2 separate regions of the Capsicum annuum genome follow, and region 1 is linked to region 2. A link is a contact called in public Hi-C data. All regions are on one chromosome and are shown on one strand. Each heading gives the region's core, a stretch centred on a gene start, on an enhancer-like site or on the middle of the called end of the contact. The rest is flanking DNA. Distances are from core to core; before and after follow the strand shown.

What was found. Hi-C and Micro-C count contacts between places; a contact is called where the count stands out from the background.
Region 1: a Hi-C map of placenta shows a contact between it and region 2, with 2.6 times the contacts expected there. The contact joins the enhancer-like site here to the promoter of LOC107870646 in region 2. A contact is called at or near these places in 2 of 5 Hi-C or Micro-C datasets (leaf and placenta).

What each region holds. Positions count from the first base shown.
Region 1 is chr5:33,831,664-33,835,814 of UCD10Xv1.1, reverse strand. It overlaps LOC107870673 (a long non-coding RNA gene), which reads left to right. Exons shown (of 5, transcript XR_001674258.2): 2 at 3,451-3,535; 3 at 3,623-3,773; 4 at 4,000-4,151. Among protein-coding and RNA genes, the nearest start is that of LOC107870673, 3.9 kb to the left of the region's middle. Within about 2 kb of position 1,829, at least 1 of the 5 cell types and tissues checked has an H3K27ac peak or open chromatin away from gene starts, as enhancers often do.
Region 2 is chr5:33,434,184-33,438,867 of UCD10Xv1.1, reverse strand. It overlaps LOC107870646 (putative 1-phosphatidylinositol-3-phosphate 5-kinase FAB1C), which reads left to right and starts at 2,401. Exons shown (of 11, transcript XM_016717237.2): 1 at 2,401-4,075; 2 at 4,592-4,684. The coding sequence starts at 3,543.

The DNA.
Region 1 (4,151 bases), core at 580-3,079, 400 kb before region 2:
GTGGTGTTACAAGTTGTTTGCTTCAATTTTCATCATTTGAATAAGTAATAACATAACTCACTGCCTGTTCCACCCATTTAATGCCATCTATTGTTGATAAGGTGATAGCATAATCGGTCATTTTTGAAGCTCCGATGATTTTTCGCTTTCAATGTGTGTTACAACTAATCCATGTCCGTTAACTCTAATAGGTCCATCAGTTTTTTTTCCTTTTGCTTGCCATGACTATATTTCTTTACTGTTGGTCTCCATAATACATCCCTGTCATGGCCTTATGGGTGCTTTTATGTTACTATTTGATATCTTTTGTAGCATGACAAGAAAGTAAAAACATATTTTCGGATCTAGGATTTCGAGGTTGCGGTTGCCATGTCACTTTTAACGTTAAAGCTACTACTCAAAAAAGATAATTTTTATGGGCGTCCCACTGGAATTTGGCTTGTTAGTAAGAGATTTTTGAAGGAAAATTTCATTGAAACATTATCGAAGAACCTAATTTTTACGTATTCAGCTGAAAATCAGTTAATTTTTTGCTTTATGTTTTGCTATTTATGCTGTCCAAAATAAGATAAATATTTTGTCGATTTTATAGACTTTGGGTTTCGATTTGAATTTGTACAGACAAATAGGTCAAATAATAAAAATGTGATTATTCTTATAAATACTATCGAAAACAACTTTTCTACTTCTCCGGAGGTAGTGTATGGACTGCATACATTTTACGCTCCTCGGACCCCACTATGTGGGAATATATTGGGTTTGTTGTCGTTGCTGTTGTTATTACTATAAATTGTGTAAACAAGAGTTAAATTCAACTTATCAGTCAGCGTGAAAGTACAAAATAGTTGCAAACATTCAATGGATATTTCCAATTATATTGTTAAGAAATTATAACATCATGTCAAGCATCATTATTATGATTTACGAGGAGAGGTTAACTATAAATTTGAAGGAAGAAGGAATCTTCAATTATGTTCTACACAAGTTAAAAACTCTTAAACAAAGATTACCCAAACAAAGGAGTTAAACAAAGACTAAGTCAAGAGGAAAAAACTTATAGAAAATAGAATAACGGACAAAAAGTAACAAAATACTGCTGACGTCTGGACTTGAATTCTGGTATGCTACGTGAAATTTCAACGTGTTTGCCACTGACACTACTTCCTCAACTGCTGCACCGGGTGACACTTAAATAATATACCCGTTTTATTCAATATATATATATATATACACATACAGTTATCCAATCGAAGTTTGCGGGTGCCATGCCACCCGTGAACCGCTGTAGATCCGCCTCTGTATATCAGTTTGCTAATTAAAGTTTTTACCTCGTAGTTGTACGTATTAAGTCGCATATGTGCTGGTTAGAGGATCTAAATGTTACCTTATTTAATTGGTATGCCAAGTATTCTTATTCGTTCCATTGTATTCTGGAATTTTATTTGATATCCAAATTAATTGGATTAGGTGATAACTCCAAATTTGAACTTACCCGATAGTCCGTTTAAGTTTGATTTTAGAAATTAACTTATTGAATATCATTGGTTGATTAATTGAAACGGTACTCGTTCATTTCTTTTATTATGCATGAATCTCCTCCCCGAGTCCATCGGACTCTTATCTATCACATTTCATTGGGTTAAGCCCAACCTCCACTAGTCAAAGCCTCAACCGAATTCACAAATCGATTTATATATGCACAAACAAGCTGGCATACAATTGTATACAGCGGATATACATTAGGAGGCAGCAGCTGCACGTTGTACCATGGTCTATGATGAAAAATAGAGTCAAAATATGCAGCTTACCGCACTGATATACATCGTATATGCAGCAGTATACACAAAAATGCAGGGAATAAGCTGCTGATATACAGCAGATATAGATATACAGGGGCAAAAAAAGGGCTAAAGTCCATGGAATTTGTCCAAAATTGGACAGATTTTTAATGGGCCAAAAAGGGGCCAATTCTCACTCTTCTCTCTTTAATTATACATTTAACTTATTGTTGCTATTGTTGTTGTTGTTCGACTTTTATTTTGTTGAAATAATAATTAATCGTGTTTAGGTTAAAAAGAATTTTCTCAAGCATGAAAAGAATTAGGTTTTATTAAATCGAAAAGTTTAGACTCTCCCATAATCGATTAAATATTTCTTACTTAATAATTTCTCTTAAAATCTATTATTTTAAGATTTTAAATTAACATTGACCATGAAAAAAATTAGATTTTCCTTAAAAGCAATAATCTCCCTTAAAATGAAATAAATTATTATTTTCATTGAAATTATATTCTTAAAAATAAAATTTTGTTTCAAATTCTCTTGATCTTAAAAACTTGACGAAATAAAATGATTTTTAAAATCGCTTGATTCAAGTTTGATATTTTATATGAAAATTGACATTGTTACAAAGTTAGCCTTTTGAGTTAGTCGAAATATTTTGGTTAATCTTTTTAAGACGGACGTTCTTAAGTGCCTTAAAACCTTTCTTAGGACGTTAATTGAATCATTGCCAATTTTATCTAATTTTAAAAGGTTTATTTCTATTTTTGAACCATTAGAATTCATTTAAGTTTTCTTGATTTTTTCTATAAAAATTAAGTGGCGACTCTGTAATTTTTCTTAAATTATTTTGACATTTTTCTAAGTTTTGAAATAATTTGAGAAGTTGAAAATCAATTTCTTACAAATAATTTGTCTTTCCTTTGATAAATCTGAAAAGGAATAAAACAACGAGTATGTTGTTAAAGGAGATTAAAATGGTTCTGGATAGTATGATGCAGACTTGACATTTTCAAAAAATATAGATGATGATCCCCTATTCTTGCCTTATCGTGAAAAGCAAATTGATGTTGATAAATATGACCTAACTGCTTAACATTGTAAAATAGAAAGTTTTCTTGCAAAAATTTCAGTAAGGTCTAGTTTGTCGTTACTTATGGAGTTAAAGAGAAGTTTATTTGATAAAATTTTAAAGAAAAGGTTTAAGAAATTCTGTTTTGGTAAGAAAATTTCAATAAATTTAGTGGTTAGATGGTACATTACTTTCTACTCCATTGTGTTACAGAAGTAAAGAAGCATGACATGTGATTTTTAGTTAATGACAAGCTAGTGTGTTTTGGCTTGAAAGAGTTTACATTGATAACAGATTTAAGTTGTTGATCCCAGTTCCCTAAAGAAAAATTGAAAAGAATCTACGCAAAAAGTGAAGCCTTTTGCAGAAATATTAGTCATGAAAAGAAGGTAACGAGAGATAGGTTGATGTCGCTTGTTAGATAGATTAGGTTGAATGAGGAAGACAAGTTTGAAATGTCATACCATTTTGCTTGCTAGGGACGGGTCCAAGATAGACACAAATTTTGTTAAAATAGCAGATTCATTGAATTTCTTCGAGAAGTATCAATGAAGGAAGATAATCTTTGAACTGACTTTAAATTGCCTCAAGAACAGGATCGATATGCTCAAGCAGCACACTACATCTAAAGAGAAGAGGAATATATTCTATGCGCTGTATGACTTTCCTTGGACGTTTATGGTAATTAGTATAAATCAATAGCTTAGTAGAATATAAGATTTTATTCTATTTATTTGCTCCTCTTTTAATTTATTTGTGTGATTGCAGGTCTGAATATATGAAGCTTTTCCTTCAATTAGAGGAAATAGAGGCAAATCAGAAAGCTTCTCGATCTATCCCAAGGATCCTAAGATGACACATTATCAAAATCAATCGATTTATCAAAGGTGATCCTTTCAACAAGTTGGGAGCTTAAGAGGTATGAAATTTGACTAGTGATTAATTATTTTTTTCAAATGTTTAAATTGCACGCTAATATTTTAGATATTTATAGATTTTGCATCCATACATTGTTCCTACAATTCGTGAGATGAATGAGGACTACATGAAATTCTTTGTGCCTTATTCATATAAGACGAATAATTCTATCATAAACGCCTTAAAGCCTGAATTGAAGGAGTTATTGTCCTTATTTCATCTCCTAGGAGGTTATAAAAGGAGCATGTTATGGAAAGTATAGAGAATGCAGGTGCAAGAGTTATGGGAAAAAGAAAGCCAAGCAGAAAAGTTCAATTAAGTAGGGAATATGTTGGTGATCAGAAATTAATTAGGAGTCAATATGCTAAGGACCCATCAG
Region 2 (4,684 bases), core at 1,152-3,651:
TTTTTAAATTAAGATTGAGAATTATTGCATGATAAACGAAAGATTTGGGTCTTGAAAATACTTTTCTTCATTTAAAATTATTTTTAATTGTATATATCTAAGTGGAGTTGGAGATTATTACGTGGATTCTGAACTTATCTTTATTACTACTATAAATATATGGTTGTTTGAGGAAGTGATTTACGTTTAGTGCTTTATAAAGATCTTGAACAAGCTATGTTGTCTTAATCTTTAAATACATTTCAAAAAGAGTTTAATGTGAGCCTAAAATGATCTTTTATGCAAAGCCTTCTAGTGAATATGATTATTACAAGAGGATGACATGTTTGACTTGCAAGCTTTGATATGGTGATACCAATTTAATAAATGCCCTAAGAGTATGAAATGTCTGTAAAGAATGATTTTTACGATTTAAAAAGGCTAAAAGACAGACTTAAAGAGAATTAGATGGTTAATCGAGAAGGTATGAGTCTGAAAGACTCATTATCCAAAGTCATGTTTTGCTAACACAGGAATGAATTTATCGTGAAATATGGATAGCCACTATATGCTTGATTCGCTCAGTAGTATGCGGTATATGATATGATATATGCCTCAGTTTATGTGTCAAATATGGATTGAAGGCTTTATTGATCGAGTAATGGTCGGACACACATAGCCCATAGTGTAAAGAGATGCTGGTGATACCATTTATCTTAGAACTATTGAAAGAAACTGTGTTTATCTTTCAGCTTCACTCAAAGTCTCTATTTACATCCTTTATAACTTGACTTCTATTCTCATGATTATTTTGTATAGAGCTATTTTATTATTTTTCAGTTTTGCATATCAATACATTCCACGTATTGATCGTCTTCGGGCGTTACCTTATTTTATAATATAGGTTCGGAGACATATTCCCATGGTTCTGTACAATGTTAGGATCATTAGGACAACTTTAAAGTTGGTGAGTCCTCCATTCTTCGGAAGATTGCTTGTATTCAGAGTTTCGGTATTTTTCTTCATGGCGTTGTCAGGACCTTGTCCAGTTTGGACAATTTATTATGTTTAAAGGTTTCTTAGACAAAGGTCGATGTTGAATAGAAATTTCAGTATCTCATATTGTGTTTTCTTTGAGATTGTTAAGATGATTAGTGATTTGCATCCAGATTCTTATATTCTTCTTTCGTTTTATTTTGCAAATTATATTATGATGCTCATGATGAATGTTAAGAGGTCTTTTCAAAACTTCAGTGGTGTCGAATGTCTGCAACGTTTAGAGCCTAGTCTTCAATTGTGACATTTAATTTGCACACGACACACCCAATAAGATCAATGGGAACAAAAATTTAACACTATAGCTTAATAATAATCAAATAAGCACTTATTTTGAGAAAAAAATACTTTTTTTTTAAAAAAGAAGGGTATTTGTTAAACTTGCAAAAGTGATTTTAAAAATAAGAAGAAACATTTTTTTTGCTTCTGGGAAGAAGCAGAAAACTTCTGCTTCTCAAAATAAGCAGAAGCAAAAAATTAATTTTTTATGACAAAAATATCCCTATCACACACAAATATATATATACACACACAGAGACCTTATTAACTAACATATCTTAAAAGTTTGATTAACGTTTGATTTTTAAGAATTTATATTTCATATTTCAAAGAAGCAGATCAACCTTTTGGCATACCTTCAGAAATACAAGACAGATGTTCTACAAGTATGGAGACATTGCGTGATAAAATTAGGGAAAAAATCGTTGAGAATTTTTGTGATGTATGAAGGGCTAGTTATTTTTGTCGTTAATTTTTCATATATAGTGATTTAATTCATGAAATAACTTCTGTATTTATTTTTGTTTGATGTTTTAAGTAATATTAAAATTATTTAAGTAATATATCACCATTTAATTTTTTAATATATTTATATATATAAATATTGATTGAAAATTTTAGAGTACGTACTATTTAATTAAATTAAAAAATTTAATTAAAATATTATAATAGATATTTAAAGTAATTTTTCTCTATAAATTAATTTTAGTAATAAAAGTCAATTGATAGATGTTCTTTTTGGTCATTTGTCTCAAAAAAATACTTCTTGAAAAAGATTATTCAAATACAATTTGATTATTAAAAGTACTTTTCAAATGAAATTACCAAATACAATTTTTTTTTTTCTAAAAGTACTTTTTTAAAAAATCATTTTATAAAAACCTCTCAAATAAGCCGTTTTGTAATAACAAATGCAAAGGAGCTCTAAATTCCAATCCTAGCCAATGAGTGAGAAAAGAATATAGAACAGTAAACGGTTTGAAAGAATTTAATGTATTAACAAAGAAAAAAGAAAACATTTAAATAATACCAACCAAACCAAAAACCAGACCAAAAAAAACCAGTTAAATAACCAAGAATTTTTTTTCACACAAGTTCAAAAAGGGTGTCATTTTCTTACACAAAACCTTAAGAAAGAAAAAGTGGATAGTGATAGAAAGCAAAGTGAGAGAAATATATATATATACCACTAGCAGTATTGTATTGTGGATATCTATTTGGTTGAGTTGCATGTTATACAAAATACTACAAAGTGTATTTAATTGAATTATTTTAATGTTAGTTTTAGAAGTGAAAAATGAAATTGAAAGCAAAAGCCATGCCAGATAAAATGGGAAAGAGAGATAAAATATTGTTGTTGTTGAAGAAGCAGATTATGCTTATAATGTTTATGGAGATTAGAGCCACTATACTCTTCCTTTTTCTCCTTTTCATTTTTGTTCTCTTTGTTCTTTAAATCATTTAACAATCAACTTTTTTTTTTTTGTGTGTGTGTTTGCTTGATCTGGATTCTTTTGTTTGACACTTTTCTTGAAGTGTTTTTTTTTTTTTTGGTTAGTTTTAACTGTTTTGTGTGAGTGCCAAGTTCTTGATTTTGTGTTTCTTGAAGTGGGGTTATTTTTTTCTTGGAGTTTTTAGTTAGTGTTAACTGTTTTTATTTGAGTGCCAAGTTCTTGATTTTGTGTTGCTTGAAGGCGTTCTTTGTTTTTTGGTAAGTTTTAACTGTTTTATTTGAGTATCTAGTTCTTGATTTTGTGTTTTTTTTGAAGTGGGCTTTTTTTCTTCTTCGAGTTTTTGGTAAGTTTAACTGTTTTATTCGGGTACCAAGTTTTGAATTTTGTGTTTTTTTTCCAATGAAAAATTGGATATTGGGAACTATTGTTGAAGATTCTGGGATTGGTTGAGCTTTGTGTCTTTAGTTTGGTCAAAAGCACTTTAATTTTACTCCTTATTTGTTCAAGATTTTATACTTCCTAGTCCATGCCATTGGTGTACGTACCAAAAGACTTGGTTTGACTAAATTACTGTCATCTGTTTTCCCCCTCCCCAGTATTTAGTGATTTTTTGGGGGAAAAAAAAATAAAATTACCAACTGTAAATTGCAGAAAGGAAAAAGAAGAATCCACCATTTTTGTTGTGGGTTTTAATAGTTTCCATTGTGTTTAGATATAGACAGATTAGGAGAAAAAGTCATAAACTTTAATCAGTTTGAGGTAGAATTGGTTATCATGCTTGGTGGGGTTGTTTGTTGCCAGTCTATGGGAGTATCTAAAAGTTCAATTCTTGATTTGATTGCGAAAGTTAAATCTTGGATTTCGTGGGGAACGAGTGGTCCAACTTCCTTGGATTGCAGATTAAACATGGATGTTGACAGTAGCAAAACTTGTTGGGAATGCAAGATGAAGTTTACTGATTCTTGCAACAAGTACAATTGCCAAGTTTGCAATGGTGTTTTCTGCAGTGATTGTTGTATGCACAGTTATGGATCTTTGGATGTTGTTACATCTGGATCAGAAGGGACAATTGTTGATATAAAGTCTTGCAGGTTTTGTTCTGAGTTAAGGACTTGGAATAAAGGTGTTGGGAAGTATAGAGAAAAATTTTATCCTTCTGAGTTTCATGGAGGAAGCTTAGAATCAACATCACCAAATTTCAGTAGTGATAGATTTGATGGTTATTCTTCACATACACCAGTTAAGAGTAGTTTTACAACCTTTTCAAGTCATCCATCTCTGATATCTCTACGTCACTTACCAAGCAGGTACTGGAACAAGGTTATCATATTGTAGAATTTTCTTTCTTTTTTTGGTTATCAACTTTGTTATCTAGGTGATGTGCATTTCAAATGTGTTAATATATTGAATGGACGAACATATATCCTTATTATGTTTTCTCAAGATTTGTTTTGGATTAGTACCCAGAGATGTTATATCTTGAAGTAGCAGATGGTGGTGCTAATATGAGATGATGTACTCAGATTTGATGGTTATCTTGAGCTGAGGGTCTATCGGAAACAACCTCTCTACTTCCCAAGGTAGGGGTAAGGTCTGGGTACACTCAACCCTCCTCAGACCCTATTTGTGAGATTACACTGGGTATGTTGTTGTTGTGTCATTTCTAAGTTCCTTTCTAAGATACTCAGCTTTCGATCATCAACTCGCATTTCTTTTAGTTGATTTGGGAGCTCAATTGTATTTGTACTTATAAGCTGTTTATGGGACCAAGAATTTGGTACTCTTGTTGGAATGAAATTTGTCTCTTTTGCTAATAATTTCAGGAGTGCTGAAGACGAAGGAGGGGATTCAGCAAATCAATTTTTTAGTCCGTCGAGTAGCTATTTTCATGATACTCCAGATATAGATTCGAGTAG